2 separate regions of the Mus musculus genome follow, and region 2 is linked to region 1. Evidence: chromatin contacts called from public Hi-C data. All regions are on one chromosome and are shown on one strand. The core of a region is the stretch at or near the end of the contact, and the rest is flanking DNA. Distances in the headings are between cores, read along the strand shown. Region 1 holds the start of Rbm48 (RNA binding motif protein 48). Region 2 holds the start of Fzd1 (frizzled class receptor 1).

Region 1 (2,515 bases), core at 12-2,511:
CCAGGACAGGAAACCTCATGTGTATCTAGCTCCACCTTTCTATAAACAATAAAGATTAGATATAAGCATGCAAGACTTAATCCAAATGCTTAGTATTTTACTTCTTCACTTCTCAAATAATAATAAAAATAATAATAAAGACCAAGACTATGTAATTCCTAAACAGTGATGAATCCAAGGAAGCAACAACATGTCAGGTTCAAATTCTTAGCGACCATAAGGAAGCATTTTTCTAAACTCATGGGGTGGTAAGCTTAATTTGAGATTTGAAAATACACTGAAAAATCCCCATCAGAAATGACAGGGAATAATGATCCAAGCTGGGATTTGGTAACAGTGAATGATTCCTTTCAGTCACCAGAAAGCAAACCAGAGAGTTAGAGAATATTTGGTGGAGATAAACTAACAGTAAGAATGGTTCTGATGAAATTGGTGTGTTCTGATAGGTGGACTGTAAAAGCAAGATAAATGTAGCAAAGAGGAAATAAAGGTAGAATACTTGAAGTCATTTCAAACTCTTGTATATTTTTTTTATGACCCAGTGTTCAGGTACCATGCATCTAGGATTTTAGATTTCAAATACTCTAACCCCATGAATACACTCAAACTAAGAGAGTCTATTTCTGCTCACTCTTAGGAAAATATGGATGCTGTATTTCCACCGATGGTTAATAGCCTTGAAACACCATAATGACAGAATCCAGACAGCTCGCTGAGGTCCAAGTAATCCTAGCTACCGAGGTGAAAGTGTGGGGTGTGAATAATTCCATCACCTTGTCACCCCGCCCCACCTCCCTCGCCGCACATATTCTTGCTATGTTCGAAGTCCTCCGGAGCAGGGAGAGCTATCTATCCTTTTATTAACCTTTCGCACAGGTTGGAAACCTTGGTAATCTACAAACCAAGTCTGCCACTCAACACCTCTATCGCTGCACCGGCAACTCGTTGGCAGGATAATGCTTTAGCAACCTGTAAGCAAACCTGTAAGAGCTCTCTAGAACTTTCCATCCTTGAGTGAGGGCCGCTTCTGACTGCTGGGGCAGAACCCTTGCATGCTCAGCTTGCTTTAACCGAGTTAAAGGGGTGCACTAGGAATTCCACGGTAGGGTCTGAGGATACACTAGCCGTGGTGTGGATGCACACGCTGCCACTCCACGCCATGCCCGCAGGGGGCCCTCGCTCACGCCTCAGCTCGGGGTCGGTGGCAGACGATGTCCCTGCAGGAAAAGGTGTCAGCTGACCCTAGTCCCACGAGACGTCAGTGGTGTCCGCGTCCCGCCAGCGCGTTACCTGCAGCAGGTGAAGCTGGGCCACGAGGCGCCGCGGCAGATGCAGGAAGCAGTCCCGAGCATTCGTGAAGGCCACCGTCACGACCGCCCCACCAGACCCCGCACCCGCTAAGCGATCGCTGCTCCACATTGTCCCAAGGTTCAACTCTCACCGGAGAGCGGAGTCCACCGGCTTCTCGTCAGGTGAGAGCGTCGGAACCCGAGAACATCGATCAGGCCCGCCCCCCTCTTCCCACGCCCGGCCGCTGTCACCCTCGGGCCACCTCCGAAGCTCTAGGGGGCGGCACGTCGCTCGTCGAATTCTCGCTCTCAGGAGATGATCGTCGATGGGGTCGATCCTTCAGCCAATCCTAGCACGCCTGGTCCATCCTGCTCTCTTATTGGACTCAGAGGAGCGCGGCTGGCGGATGTTGTTCTGGCGCGGGGGACTAGAGCCGGCAAGATGGCATCCAGTGACGGGAAACCTGGTGGCGTATTCGATCACCACGTCCAGACGGCTGTGTGTGACTCGCGGGCCAAATACCGGGAGGGCCGACGCCCTCGCGCGGTCAAGGTAGAGTGACTCGGATTCTTCTCTCCCCTCGGCAGGGACACTAAATTCCTGTGAGCACTAGCTCCCCAAGGCCTGCCTCCATAAAGGCATGGCAGGGATGTTGTGAGATCCATCTCTAAGTGGAGGGGGCACGAAGAACCCGGGCCCCGGTACCAAAGGTTATCACTACCCTCGGTTAGCTGCTTACCAAACCTCCAACCCACTATTTTTAGCTTTGTATCCTATGTGTTTACAATAGCGCTTCTCACAGGGCAAGCCCAGGGTGAGTGAGTGTTCAGTGGCTGTTTACATTAACCTCTCTGGAGTCAGCTTTTGGAAAAGACGTCTGTTAAGTGGTTTAGTCAGATACCCTTATGTGGAGTGTGGTAGTCTTTAGGCAGAAGAGTGACAGTTTAGTGTGTATGTTTTGCAGACCGGATTGTTTCTTGTTTTCAAAGCTCCATTTAAAAGGGGGTGGGAGGACCGATTTGCCATAGGCTTGTTTGAAGAGTACATTTAACGAGGTCTCCTTTGACTTTAGGTATATACAATCAATTTGGAGTCTCAGTACTTACTAATACAAGGAGTTCCTGCAGTGGGAGCCATGAAGGAATTAGTTGAGCGTTTTGCTCTGTATGGTGCGATTGAACAGTATAACGCTCTAGATGAATACCCAGCGGAAGATTTTACAGAA
Region 2 (2,515 bases), core at 6-2,505, 1.2 Mb before region 1:
CCTTGCGTCCCTTTTGAGAATGGGTGGGCACTGCCATCACTGGTGACGTTCCTGTGCCCACTGTACTATGCCCTCCTTTAAATATGTGCCAGGGCTTCCTCTGTGCTCCCTACCTCCTGAGACAGTGCTCACTGTATCATGGATGCTTGGTAAATATCTAATGAAAAGTGAATCTGTATAAAAGAAGATAGAAAATAATTCGGGAACAGTCTCGTGAGATAATATCTAATGAAAAGTGAATCTGTATAAAAGAAGATAGAAAATAATTCGGGAACAGTCTCGTGAGATAAGTCTAATCGAAGGGGGGGGGGACTCTTGATAGAATTAATAAAACATAATAGCACTTTATTGATAAATCCGACTCACACAAGTTCTTGAAAATAAACTTGCAAGAACAAGCATGTGTGTCTGCTGAGGTTGATTATCCTGGTTTGAGTCGACTGACTGACTGTGCTTGGTCTTTCAGACTCACTTTGGTCATGTGTTTTGTCCTTCAAACTAATAGCTTCAGCTTTGACTACTTCCACTGAGGAGGAACTTAAATGACCCAGGCCTCAGAAGTTCCCAACAGACCCTGCAGGGTCCCCAGTGTTTAGAAGCGGCCCTCAAATGGTCCCAGATTGATCCTCCTGTCTGGATGTATGGCTCCCGTGTCTCACGCTGGAGCACCCAATGCGTTGGTTCTCAAGCCGGTTTTCCTCCAGCATTTAATGAATAGCTTCTGTTTTCCTTTACTTCTGTTTCTGATACCATTAAAGAGAAGGGGGAAAGTTTGACTACACGACGCATACTACTCACAGGAGCATCTGGGTTTACAATTTACATCCCACCAAACTTTGCGTTTTGCTTTCATTTGACAGCGATCGGGGGAAATGGCGCGTCCAAAGTCCACCAAGGCCAGTCTGTGAGCTCCACGGTTTATTGGAGTCATAGTTTAAACAAAACCTCGACAGACTTAAATTCAAAGGAAACCCGACTCTCAAGTCAGGGGCACGCAATCAGAACGCAGCACTCAAAGTAGCAGTCTGTGACCAGAGAGTCGAGGGTAGGATTATAAAATATGAAGACAGATAAAAAGCAAGACAGAGCTAAATCCCCGCGGCCAGCCGACTCCTATTCATTATCTCCTGCCGCATATGGGACCATTCTCTTACTTGTCCTCGCCCTTTCTTCTGCAAAAGCAAAAGCGACCTAGCCTGTCCGGCTTCATAGCTACTCTTTGTGCCGGAGCGGAGTCTCTGCCACCGCCACCACTACTTCCTCCACCTCCTCCGGTCTGCTGCGGGCTCCAGTCCGGGCTCGGAGGGAAAGGGCTCCCTTTGCGCTGTGAAGCGGGTGCTGCGATTGGGCGACGGTCCCTGAGCCGCCAGCTCCGCGTCGGTTTCAAGGCTCCTCCCTCCCGGTGAAAGACAGACTGGGGGGCGCCTAGAAACCCGTTGGAGGGCGCGCGAGGGAGAGCAGAGGCTGCGAGTTGAGGGATTGACACAAATGGTCAGGCGGCGGCGGAGAAGGAGGAGGCGGAGGCGCAGGGGGGACCCAGGGCGGCTAGGCTGCCGAGAGTTGGGCGCTCCTCTGCCCGGCTGCGACCACTAACGCGGCGCCGCCTGACAAGAGCCACAGCCTGCCGCGGGCCAGGGAAGAGGGACGCGACCCCGGCGCGCCTGGACCACTCTTGCTCTCCTCGCCGCCCGCGCTTCATGAACCGCAAGTTTCCGCGGCGGCGGCGGCGGCTGCGGGACGCGGAGCAGAATCCCGGGGAGCGGGCAGAGAGCGGCCGCACCCCGACGGAGGGCACGGGCGACCAGCTCTCCCGGATCACAGTGGGAGCCACCACCCGCCGCGCCGCTGCCCGTCCCAGTCAATCCGCGCCGAGGAGGGAGCCGAAAAAGTATGGCTGAGGAGGCGGCGCCTAGCGAGTCCCGGGCCGCCGGCCGGCTGAGCTTGGAACTTTGTGCCGAAGCACTCCCGGGCCGGCGGGAGGAGGTGGGGCACGAGGACACGGCCAGCCACCGCCGCCCCCGGGCTGATCCCCGGCGTTGGGCTAGCGGGCTGCTGCTGCTGCTTTGGTTGCTGGAGGCTCCTCTGCTTTTGGGGGTCCGAGCGCAGGCGGCGGGCCAGGTATCCGGGCCGGGCCAGCAAGCCCCGCCGCCGCCCCAGCCCCAGCAGAGCGGGCAGCAGTACAACGGCGAACGGGGCATCTCCATCCCGGACCACGGCTACTGCCAGCCCATCTCCATCCCGCTGTGCACGGACATCGCGTACAACCAGACCATCATGCCCAACCTGCTGGGCCACACGAATCAGGAGGACGCCGGTCTGGAGGTGCACCAGTTCTACCCTCTGGTGAAGGTGCAGTGCTCCGCCGAGCTCAAGTTCTTCCTGTGCTCCATGTACGCGCCTGTGTGCACCGTACTGGAGCAGGCGCTACCGCCCTGCCGCTCCCTGTGCGAGCGCGCACGCCAGGGCTGCGAGGCGCTCATGAACAAGTTCGGCTTCCAGTGGCCAGACACACTCA

Evidence for each region. A called contact is a pair of places that touch in the nucleus more often than the background predicts.
Region 2: a Hi-C map of uterus shows a contact between it and region 1, with 6 times the contacts expected there. The contact joins the promoter of Fzd1 here to the promoter of Rbm48 in region 1. A contact is called at or near these places in 3 of 39 promoter capture datasets (cranial neural crest and liver) and 2 of 484 Hi-C or Micro-C datasets (embryonic stem cells and uterus).

The regions. Positions count from the first base shown.
Region 1 is chr5:3,595,293-3,597,807 of GRCm38.p6, reverse strand. It overlaps Rbm48 (RNA binding motif protein 48), which reads left to right and starts at 1,261. Exons shown (of 5, transcript NM_172991.4): 1 at 1,261-1,842; 2 at 2,363-2,515. The coding sequence starts at 1,606. Pex1 (peroxisomal biogenesis factor 1) reads right to left here and starts at 1,742. Exons shown (of 24, transcript NM_001293806.1): 1 at 1,291-1,742. The coding sequence starts at 1,419.
Region 2 is chr5:4,756,956-4,759,470 of GRCm38.p6, reverse strand. It overlaps Fzd1 (frizzled class receptor 1), which reads left to right and starts at 1,255. Exons shown (of 1, transcript NM_021457.3): 1 at 1,255-2,515. The coding sequence starts at 1,891.